Regions from separate parts of the Capsicum annuum genome. Here region 1 is linked to region 2. Evidence: chromatin contacts called from public Hi-C data. All regions are on one chromosome and are shown on one strand. Each heading gives the region's core, a stretch centred on a gene start, on an enhancer-like site or on the middle of the called end of the contact. The rest is flanking DNA. Distances are from core to core; before and after follow the strand shown. Region 1 has its middle 18 kb from the start of LOC124898560. Region 2 overlaps LOC107870962 (tRNA threonylcarbamoyladenosine dehydratase).

Region 1 (6,089 bases), core at 2,410-4,909, 200 kb after region 2:
CCGTTCGTTGAGGAAGACGGATGAAATAACTTTCCCATCATGTCCGCATATACCTATGAATTTTATAATTTGGAACTGTCGCGGGTCTAGAAGGGCAAACTTTAGAAGGAACTTTAGGGAGCTACTAGACTTTCATAAGCCATCTCTAGTTGTTCTACTTGAAAATCATCGGGAAAACCATCAGTCACTTCCTCAAGAGTTTCAATTTTCAAGTGTTATAGCAGTTCCTGGAACAGGTCATGTAGGTGGAATTTTCATAATTCGGCACGAGGATATCCTCAGCGTAACGGCTGTGGGACTCACTCACCAAGAAATTAACTACAAAGTACAAGTAATCCCTTCTCATACTGAGTGGTTATTCTCAATTATTTATGCAAATAATATGCAACTCGATAGACAACGCTTGTGGAGAAATCTTGAAAAGGTTGCAGACCTTAATAAGGGGTCATGGATTATAGGAGGAGACTTTAATAAGGTCCTATTTAATTTCGAGAAATTTGGTGGAAATACTCCTAATAATATAAGAAGTAATATATTTATAGACTATTTAAACTATTGTAAAATGCTAGATCTAGGCTATGTAGGAAGTAAATATACTTGGATTAATAAACATAAAGGGGGCAATATCATTCTAGAACGACTAGATAGAATTGTTTGCAATTATGAATGACTGCACCTTTTTCCCGAAGCTGTAGTTATCCATCTCCCTAAAGTAAAATTGGATCAGAACCCCTTTTACTTAAACTAAACTCCTTAAAGCACATCCCTAATAAACCCTTTCATCTAGAAAACATCTGAGCTTCGCACCTAGATTTCACTAATGTTATTCGGCAGCATGGTAAGCTTCAAATAATGTTTTCCTCCCAGTTTCAGAGTTGTTTAAAGGAAATGTGCAACTATGGAATAAATATGGCTTTGGTAATATTTTTTCTAAAAAAAAGGCTCCTAGCCCGAATAGAGGGCCTTCAAAAATCCCCTCACTACCCAACTAGTAGCTTTCTCTATAACCTTGAAGAAACCCTCCAAACTGACTATCAATGTATCCTTATTGTAGAAGAGGACTTTTGGAAACTAAAATCTAGAATTCTATAGTTAAATAACGTGACTTTAACACTAAGTTTACACTAAGTTTATCCATATGTCGACACTCCAAAAGAGAAGAATGAACTGTATTACTTGCCTTAGGGATAGTGTGGGTAACTGGTTAAATGAATATCATCTCATTAAGGACCATATCCTAGATTTCTATACATATCCTTACTCTACTGACCTTACCACCTCCAATTGGTCACATACCTTAGCTAGCTTTTGCTTTGTGCCTCAGTATATTGGTCCTACCTTATCATCTCCTTTAGACCACAAAGAGGTAATTGATGCAATTTTTTTCTTTAAACCTCTCAAAGCACCAGACCCAGATGGCTTACACTTTTTTTATCAGTAATTATTACATTTAGTGGGTGAATTTATCATCAACTTTTGTGGTCAGGTTTTCTCAAACTACTGCATTCCTGAGAAAATAACTATGACCTACTTGTATTTAATCCCTAAGGTCTCGGGAGCATCTACTATCTCCTAATTTCGACCTATAAGACTTTGCAATACCATTTATAAAATAGTTACTAAAATTATAGTAAATAGAATCAAGCCTTTGCTCCCTCAAATAATAGGTCCCACGCAAGCTAGCTTCCTAACAAATAGATATGCAGTTGATAATGCCATAGTAGTGCAACAACTTCTCCCTTACTTTAAGCATACTAAAGGAAGGGATTCTCATGTCCTCATCAAAATAGACTTAGAAAAATCCTTCGATCGATTAGTGGTCCTTTATATATGAAATCCTCCTCTACTTTAAGTTCCTGTATGAACTAGTTAACTTGATCATGTCTTGTGTTACCACGTCCGTAATTTTTATTCTCCTTAATGGGAACACTTTACCTTTCTTCTACCCTACAAGAGGAATTTGGCAAGGCGATCCTTTGTCACCTTACATTTTCATCCTGTGTATGTAAAGATTATCGAGAGCAATAGACTAGCAGGTAAACATTAGGCTATGGACACCTACCAAAATTTCTGCAAAGGGACCTCCAATATCCAACCTCTTATTTGCAGATAACATTATCATTTGTAGTAAGATGAAGGACCAATCCAGTTAGAATATTGTACAGACCCTTTCCAGGTTTAGTGCAACTTTGGGGCAAAAAATTAATAATGCTAATTCTAGATTATTTTTCTCAGCAAACACCCCTGAGAGAATTAAGCAACATGTCTATTCTTTAATTGGGATCATGGAAGGGATTAACTTGGGTAGATATTTAGGTTTCCCGATAACTAATTCCAAACCTATTATGGGAGACTATCAATTCCTGATTAATAACTTCAAATGTCGCCTAACGGGCTGGAAAAGCAAATTTCTTACCATTGTAAGATGTTTGACTCTTATCAAATCGGTGCTTAATACCTTACTAAATCATATAATGTAAATCAACATATTACCTATTCAAGTTATTAGGAAAATGGAAAAATATGAAAGAGATTTTCTTTAGGGAACTATTGAATCCCACAAGAAAATAAATCTTGTAAAATAGTCCACTACAATGAAGTCTAAGAAAGATGGGGGCTTAGACATCCAAAGTTTAACGAATAAGAATAATGCCTTGCTAGCCTTTACTGCATGAAGATTATTTCATGCACAAAACTCAATTTGGGCATCTATTCTGCGGAATAAATACCTAAAACTTTTGCCCACCTCAGTTTTCACATCTACAACGTGGAAGAACCTTATAATGGGATAGAAATACTGCCAAAAGGGGATCATTTGGCAACCTACTAATGAGAGACATATCAACTTTTGGAATCAACCTTGGATAAAATCAGTGACCACTCTAAGATCCATGATTCATGAGCCCCTAACCCAGTTTGAAGAATTTAAACATATTTACGATAATAGAATTAATAACTCTTGGAATTTGTCATGACTTCCTTTTATTCTCCCTCAGACAATTGTCAGCCAAATATTAGCTCTGCATTTTCCTATCTTTACAAACGCCTATGACCATATTAAATGGGGACTTACCCCCCGCATGTAAATTTACAGTCCTATCTTATTACAACCACATGAACCCAAAGAACGAAGATTCCACAACTCCAGGGGACTTTAATTAGATTTGAAATTTAAATATTCCTCCTAAAATTAAATTCTTTCTGTGGTTGTTAACATTAAATCGGCTCCCAACATCTTCATATTTGCACCATATTTCCCCAATTTGCAAGCTTTGTCAACATGTCATGCCCAAAATAATATCCCACTTATTCTCATCATACACTGGCCTTGACCACTTCAGGGAAAAGTTATTTATAACATTACACACAGGGTCATCACTGCTACCCCCTCCCCCCCCTTAAAAAAAAACTCTAATGCTACTCTTATCACTTGGCTAAGAGTTAACTTCCAAAAACAAATAAATACCTCATCCATGCGACCATTGAATGTCTTACTTTGTTACTTCTTTTGGGTTATTTGGACCCACCATAACAAACGTATATTTGAGGGAAAATTGTTGCACCATCACCAAGCTTTGCTATAAACTCAGCTATCAAATATTGGTATCTAGCGGGGAACGCTAAACACTAATGTTGCTTTGTATTTTAAGCCTAAAATTAGCAGATTAGGTGGGGGGTTTTCGTAATTCCATGGGGAATTGAGTAATGGGGTTCATTGCTTATACACCTGCTCAAGATATTACTCAACTTGAAATTTTAGCTCTATTTACAGGTTTGCAAATCACCATGAAGCATAATCTGATACCTTTAGAAATAAATGTGGATGCGGAGCAAGTAGCTGCTATGCTAAGAGATGCAAATAAATACACTGACAGCTCTACACTTTTGTCTAATTGCAGGTACCTTCTTCTACAGCTGGGTAGTCTAACGCTTATCTATATCTACAGAGAGCAGAATAGGCTAGCTGATAGTCTAGCAAGAGAGTCATCTCTACTGTACAACTATCCAGTTTATCTACTAGTACTCCAGCCTTGGATGCTACTACTACTTTTTGGTCGCCTTCTCATGACTTGATGAATGTTTTGGAAGCTGATAAACGAGGATATTATGCTACTAGATGTCTGAAAACTATGGGAGTTTTACCACCTAGTTCATCTGTAAATATTCCTACTAGTACTATTTTAAACTCTAATGGATGGTCTGGAAATATTGCACAAAGTGCAGGTACCATGGTGGTTGTGCTACTAAACTCCTCTCTGTAGTTTTTTGTTATAATGCTAATATAATTATTCTAGTTACTAAAAAAAAACATGGACTAGAAATATATGTATTAGCAATTGTAGAGTATCTAAATGTAAAAACACTCTTATAAAATGTATTTTCCTATGGTTGTGCGTGTGTTAGCCAGATATATTATATACATGCGTACACTTATTAACTGTGTGGATTTAATGTATTTCACTATTATTACATGAGCATATATAATTTATTCCGCTACAAAAATGTTATACTCCCTTTATTTCAAATTGATTGATCTATTTTAATTAACATAGAATTTAAGAAAATAAAGAAGATTTTTAAATTTTGTGATCTTAAATTAAAGATTTATTAATGTATTAGAATGTCTTTAATCTTATGATCTTAAACATGTGATGTTCTGTGATAAGTTGAAATTGAAAGTTGATAAAGAGGAAAAGAGTACCATTATTCTTTTTGAAATAGACTAAAAGAAAAACTTATCAAATAAATTAAAATGGAGAGGGGATTGTATATGCATGCGAGCGGATTACAGAGTATTTCACTATTGTTATCTGTGCGAATACAATATAGTCTGAGTTACATTTTGGAATCAAATTAAGGGAAAAGGACATTCTGTAGCACTTTTTAAAATAAATATTCTAAGTTTGATATTTTTCTAAAAAGTAGTCAGTCGGCTATACTATTTCTACTTTATAGTCATTTCCTAATTTGGGTCATTTTGGCCCATGTAGTTCAGATACAGTCCATATACAATATTGATACAGTCCATATACAATACTAATATACTTTTCAACTTGGGTCATTCGGCCCTTTTAAAAATATTTCAGTGTTTTTTGCTATAAATTTTTTAACTGAAAAAATATTCTGTTTTTTTTAATCATTTAAAAATAAGAATTAAATATAATTATATAAAAACGATATAATAGTTATATAAAATATATATCTATATAAGATATATGTATAGAAATTGTATAGTTCTATCAAATATGTATATGTATAAAATATATAGAAAGAATATATAGAAAGTGTATGAAAATTATATAACTATTGTATAAAATGCGTAAAAATAATGTACAATTATTGTATAAATTGAGTATCGAAACTGTATGATTTTCGTATAGAATATTTATATGTGTAAGATATATATAGAAACTGTATAGAAGGTGTGTAGAAATGCTATAGAACAAGTCAGCAAATTGAAATGGCTAGAAAGTGGAATTTAAATTCCATGGCCATTTTCGTGGAAATAATTCAATTTGAAGTGTCGTTTTTTTATTTCCCCTCAAATTAATCCATCTACACTTCATAATTATGTAAAATCTCACTAATTTTTCATAAATTGAATACAGACAATTCTCCATTTTAATTTGTTTGTCCTATTTTTACTTGACACCAAGTTTAAAAAGATAATTAACACTTTTGAATTTTATAATATTAAATATCAAATATAACAAAATGTTCTTTAATCTTATAGTCTTAATTGTGTCACGTAAAAAGTCAAAAGCTAACGTGTTGCTGGTCACACCCCTTTTTTACTAAAAAGATATGATTTTAGGTTTGAAAGAGTTTTTATTATTAAGTGACAAAAGATAGAATTTATTTCGAAAATAATTCTTTTTATTTGAACTCAGAGTCACTTGATATAAATCTTGTGTGCAAGTCACCATTGAAAATCTTTTTTTAAAATGGTTTGACTCTTTAAAACTGATCCACGAACAAAGATTCTGGTTAAGGAATTTTGTTGACTAAGGGAAAGGTGTTAGGCACCTCTCAGTCCCGTGGTTCGACCACAGTCTCTTTATGGAGTATATCATCTAGTACGACACTAT
Region 2 (6,400 bases), core at 2,352-4,851:
GTACTAAAGCCATAAAACCCTTCCACAGGTAGATGACAAAAGGTTATAGCAGCCTACCTGTAATATGTCTTTTGTATTCATATATTTGAGTATCTAAAATCAGTTCTGGCCATATATTATTATATAGTACTTGACAAATCACTTGATCTTCTCATCTCCCAAAAACAGAAGGAATTGATTGGATCCATGTCGTGCTATGACTCTTCACTATACTCATTTACCACAATACTTAATTCCCTTCATAATTCCTCACAACTCTAATTGCTATTTATTTTGCATTTATATGAATCTTATAGTAAAAACTCATGTATATGTTAAATCTTTTTATCAAATAAATTAAGATCAAAGCTCAAAAAAATGAGAAAAAAGATAAATGTCATTGAAGGTCATAGAGAGGTGCCACATCACCTTCTCTATGACCTTCCTTTATATTATATATAGATGTTTATTGATGATTTGGGGTAGTGAAACCACGTATACAAGTTTTACACCAAAAGTAGAAAGTAGAAACACTATGTTTCTCTAAAAAAAAAAAGACATCCAATCATCTATATGCCTTGTCACTATTTCTTTCTGTGAAATATGATTCATGATTATGGAGGATATAATTTGCCAATTTCTTCTATTGATGTGCTGGAATCCATTTTCTTTTATAAGATTGTCACATACTGTTTTTTCTTTTTGTTTCACGACTAACTAATAATGATTTTTCACTCGCCTGAATACAAGATGTATACTGGTAAGTAGACTGCAAAATATATTCGACAAATGTTATCCACTCAACCATACATGTCTATGCATATTGCTATTTTTTTGCTTGAAGTTGCTATTCTTGCTTGTATCTTATGTAGAAGGATGACACTTTCACCCTATAAAGTTCATGATTACTATTTTATTTCCAGATGCTCCGTCGTTGAAGATAATTTCTCAAGCATCATTTTGTAACTATTATGTTTAGCAATGTCTGTAACTTTCCCCTCTCAACTCATAGTGTATTGCTTTCTTTGACATCCTTTTAGGTGGGATAATACAAAGCCAGCCTCAGTTTCAAATCTAATCCTGCTAAGATTCAAGGAGGTATGTTTCTTGGTTCATATTCGCTGCAACTGTAAGTAGACTAAACCATTCAAGATGCTGACGTCATGAAGTAATTGTCTGAACTTCTATTACTTCTCCCACATAATGACTTGTGAAACTGGATACACAAAGGAGGTGCTTGATGTTTAATGAAACTATCGTAATTTTTACTGCATTATCAACTGTAATGGTCTTCTTTTCCTATTCTCTGGTTAAAGGCTGACGAACACGAGTCAAGGTCATTGGAAGATATAAAGGAAGAAGAACCAGAATTTTTTGTTAGGGTGACAACGGTGCTGAAGCGAGCAGAACTGGAGTTTGGCTTTTAAGAGGCACATGTATCCAAACTGCTACAAGTGCAGTCTGATTCAGAGATTTGTTCAGGTATTTATGCTCGGATAGGAACATTTTACTTGGCTCCCTTTGCTAGCAAGTTCCTGTATCACAATAATGCCCAAGATGTCAACGGTGCAAAATTTTGTCTCGCAGGTTCATTAGGATGGTTCAGGAGACCTGAAAATCTCACACTAGCAGAAGTAAAACCCAAAAGCCGTCTGAAGTGAAAATCATCAAGGTTTTGAGTCTTGTTTCTTAGTGATATTTAGAATTCTTTGAGGAGCAAACAACGTGGAAGTCGCTGAACACTTTGACCATAGCAAAAGCTTATTTGGGGGGGGGGGGGGGTTCATTTTGTTGTTCTGGAAGGGTGGAGGGGGTGGGGGTGTGCTAATGGGAATGTAGGATATAGAATTATTTTTACACTTCTATTTTTGGTATAACTGTCCTAAATACCAAATGTCTATCCTCAAAATGAAGGCCAATTGCAAAGAGTTGCATGTTTTGATTTAGGAGACAATCACCTAGATGACACATTCCCCATGTGGTTGGTTGAGAACTCTGTCATAGCTGCAAGTTCTAAGCTTGAGATCTAATAAATTGTATAAGATCCGTTAGAACTTCAAGAATTGAAAACGTGTTTTCACAACTTTGAATTGTAGATCTATCTTACATTGTCTTCTCGACAAACTTACCTTATTAGTTTGTTTTAATTTGAAAGCTATGAGGTCAATTGATCAAACAAGGAGACGGATATCACCAAGATTGGACAACAATTGCAATCAAGAGAGGGGAGCTTGAACTTATTAGAATTTTTGACGGTTTACACCATTATTGATCTTTGAAGTACCAGATTTGGGGCAAATTTCAAATATTATGGGAGGTCTCTTGTATTTCTCGTGTTGAATTTATTTCATACTGAATTGTAAGGTCATACACTATCAACACTCAGAAACTCAAATTGAGGTTAAATCTCTAGTGATGATGGTATATAACCTTGCAACTCATTATGAGATAAGTTCAACACGTGAAGTGCAATGAGATCTCCCATAATGCTTGGAATATGCCCTCAAATTTGTTACTTACAAGTTCAATATTGGTGTAAACAGTCAAAATTACAATTGTTATCCAATTTTGCTAATATCCTTCTTTAAGATACTTTAATGACTTCATTGTTTAATCAGTTGACCTCATGACTTTCAAATGTTGAAACAAACTCGTCGGTAAGTTTCTCGAGAAGACATTGTAACAGAGATCTACGGTTTAAAGTTGGGCAAACATGTTTCCACTTCTTCAAGTTGTAATGGATTCATACAATTTATTTGATCTCAAGCTTAAAACTTGCAGCTCTGGTAGAGTTCTTCCCAACCACATGGGGAATGTGTCATTGAGGTGATTGTCTCCTAAGTCAAGAACTTGCAACTCTGTGCAATTGGTCATCATGTTGCAGATTGTCTCTCCATTGAACAGATTGCAACTTATTTGATCCAGAGTGATGTTTTTGCCATATTAGTGTTGTACTATTACGCTTCTCATTTGTATGATAGAACGTTGTTAGTTGGACCTTTCTGCTCATGACTTACCGAACGAATTCTTACACTCATTGAAACACCATTTAGTAGCCGTTTGGTTATGAAAATTATTTATTTTTTTGAAAAATTATTTTACTTTAGTGAAAATAGTATGTGTTTGGCCATGAGAATTTCAAATTGTATTTGGAAAAGTGAAAACAAGTAAAATTTGTTTTTACTTTTTTCACTTTTATTTCTGTCACAAAATTTAAAATTATATTCATGGTCAAACACAATTTTAACTCTGAAAAATTATGATTTTCATGGTCAAACAGGTCTTTAAAGTTTAAACGCCTTTGACTTCCTGTGTACCTCAAATGGACAATGAAATTGACATATCACTTACATATTTTACTTCAGTTTAAAGTTTTCAATTTATTTTTTTCACTTTACTCTCTCATTATCTATATACTTGGCCATTTATCTCCATTCCGTCCATAACTGTAAGCTACTGTCCTCCATTGATGCCATTAAACCACCACTAGAATACCTCAATATTTCCCAACAGTTTTACAACACACACTTCACCCACTATTCAGATTCCATTATTGGGGTAAAAAAAAGAAGGATTAGGGCTTTTGAGAAAAGAAACAAAACAACTCGATTTCGGATACAATACAACCGAAGCTTCATATTTATTTTTTTAAAAGTTTATTATTGTTTCTGTTATAATTTCTAAATGTAAATATTATATGCACTTGTTTGTGAACTTAGCCGTCTTAATACCACTTAAGTTCGATCAGAGAGGTTTAAAGAGTTGTGTTTCAACTAGTCTAAGTGAGTAGAAGGGTTCAACAGAATCGAAGTATCTCCCAGGTCATTCCACCTTCTAAATTCAGTATACTAGAATCGAAGTTAGTTCATGTTTAAAACCTTCTTCGAGAGTGTCTGCACAGTGAAACATGATCCCTTCCAATGCTGGAAAGCCAAGCAAAGTAATGAACCTGATTGATTATGCTTGAAAAGATTTTTCATTGTCGCATTCCAAATTTTTATGCGAAAGAAAATTCAGTACTTCTTGATCATGAATATTTGAACCGATTGGCTAAATCCTTGTGAGTGCACAAAGAGGACCATTACAACAGGATATCAGGACATGTTCGACATCCATTTGGACGTCACTCACAAAGTTTGTGAGATATTGTTGTCAAACCAAAACTAGGAGCAATAAAGTACTGTTGCCAACTTTTTATCTAGGACCGATATCTTAGGACTCTAGCTTGTTTCATGATGTTCATGTGATTTTGGTAGGGTTTTTGGCAAGAAAATGTGATTGTTGTATTCAAATTAATGAGTGGAAAACTGTCACTGCCTCATATTTTGGTCAAGAGTATCAACTTTTTTGGCCGTCTCAATCATTTTGATCAAAGAGGTCTTCGGATTGTGCTCTGGTATGGGAAAAAAATCTGGTAACGATTGTTTCCCGTGTTAATTGGCCTTACATAACGCATAAGGACCAAACATCTGGTGGGAGACCCCCACCCCTCAAATAAAGCATAAGGACCACATTAAAGCAACTTACATTTTGAAAAGCCTAAGCTATTCATCAACTTTTATAGTTCAATTGTCTACACAAGTATCAAAATTGTTATCTAAAATATCCTTCACATGAAAATATTAGTGGAACAACTGTGAAAACATAAGATATTTCATAATAACTCAGTGAAGCAATGTTTAGCATTAACTCACTCGACGGGAGATGATCACATGGAGTATTTTAGAAGCAAAGAAATGTTTTTTCAAGTGTAGAAAAATTCGTCTTAAACCTGTGGAAAAAATGCAGGTTTATATAGCCATGAAGTGCCCCTTCGGAAAGGAGGCAATGGTTCATTCGGAAAGGTGTATCCTTTGGAACAGTCATGTCTGTCCATTCGAATCATTGCGTCTTTTTCTGAATAGTCATCGCTTTTTCCGAAATAGTGTGTCATTTCCTCGAAGAGTTGCATCCCTTTCGAGGCAGTATTTCGCATGGAGGAACAATTTTTTCTCCTTGGATTTTCGGACTATGTTTCGAATAAATTTTGTCTAAAAAGTCAATCTCATCAATCGATCATTTGCCAAATCCAAATCCAAATCCGAGCCGAGCGACGACGTGAGGCACCTCTTGGTTCTTGCCTCACTATCCATGTGGAGTTTGTATTTCTTAATAAGAACACATGAACGATCGATCATTTGCCAAATCCAAATCCGAGCCGATCGAGCGATAACGGCGCGAGACACCTCTTGGTTCTTGCTTCACTATCCATATGGAGTTTTGTGTTTCTTAAATAAGAACACATGAACGATCGATCATTTGCCAAATCCAAATCCGAGCCGATCGAGCGACAACGGCGCGAGGCACCTCTTGGTTCTTGCCTCACTATTCATATGGAGTTTGTGTTTCTTAAATAAGAACACATGCAAGATACTTTCTCCCACCGATGTGGGAGAACAATCGATCATTTGCCAAATCGAAATCCAAATCCTAGCCGAGCGACGACGCGAGGCAACTCTTGGTTCTTGCCTCACTATCCATGTTGAGTTTGTATTTCTTAATAAGAACACATGAAAGTTCCTTTCTCCCACCAATGTGGGAGAATTAGTAGACTTTCCTTATTGTAAGTATACTTTCCATTTAAGTGTGTTTTCACTTTCCCTTCACTACTTCCCTCCATTTTCCATTCACACTTTTAACTTGAACCCAACAAAAATGTCATAAAAGATTTGAATTTTGTGTATACTTGCAAGGATCTTTTGCCCCTATTTTGTGTTTTTTTTTTTTCAATTTTTGCCTCGAGGCAAAAACTTTTGGGGCAAAGTATATATATTTTTCATATTATAATATCTCGTTAGTTATGTTCCTCGCTTTTAAAGGGCTTAGCTTGTGCCATGTTAGGCATAAGTTCGGTTGTTAAAGGCAAACTTAAGACTAGTTCATTTGAAAGGGAACAATTAAAGAGCAGTTCATTTGAAGGACATGCACAATGTAATTATAATGAGTATAAAAAACGTTGGAATGAATAGACAACGCTTAACAGTCCATGGGTAACGACTGGTGTGTGGGCAGACAATATTAAAAAAATTAATTATTGTATTATTTTGTGAGATAGTGATTGTTTCTTTTTCAGTATTCGTTGTCACGCTTTTTTTAGTATTTTATCTTGACTTCTTTGCTTCCGTTATTTCTTTTTTCAAACTGCTTTGTAGTGTGTTTACTTGAGCCAAAATTCTATCAAAAATGGCTTCTCTACCTTTTAGGGATAGGATGCGTACACATTATCTTCTCCAGACCTAGCTCACTTGTGAAATTATGCTAGATAAATTATTGTTTTAACAAATTTAAACAAATACAAATAGCACAGAGCGAGTTCTTTTAGTACACGATTCTTTTAGTTCAAATGCTTCAAATTAAATAATGCAACTTCATAGAATAAACA

The links. Hi-C and Micro-C count contacts between places; a contact is called where the count stands out from the background.
Region 1: a contact with region 2 is called in a Hi-C map of leaf, with 4 times the contacts expected there. The contact joins two enhancer-like sites. A contact is called at or near these places in 4 of 5 Hi-C or Micro-C datasets (leaf, pericarp and placenta).

The regions. Positions count from the first base shown.
Region 1 is chr5:177,748,407-177,754,495 of UCD10Xv1.1, forward strand. No RefSeq gene overlaps it. Among protein-coding and RNA genes, the nearest start is that of LOC124898560, 18 kb to the left of the region's middle. Within about 2 kb of position 3,660, at least 1 of the 5 cell types and tissues checked has an H3K27ac peak or open chromatin away from gene starts, as enhancers often do. A contact at or near this core is called in leaf, where this site is marked.
Region 2 is chr5:177,550,575-177,556,974 of UCD10Xv1.1, forward strand. LOC107870962 (tRNA threonylcarbamoyladenosine dehydratase) reads left to right here. Exons shown (of 12, transcript XM_016717682.2): 10 at 1,020-1,077; 11 at 1,296-1,461; 12 at 1,567-2,988. The coding sequence ends at 1,406. Among protein-coding and RNA genes, the nearest start is that of LOC107870962, 15 kb to the left of the region's middle. Within about 2 kb of position 3,602, at least 4 of the 5 cell types and tissues checked have an H3K27ac peak or open chromatin away from gene starts, as enhancers often do. A contact at or near this core is called in leaf, where this site is marked.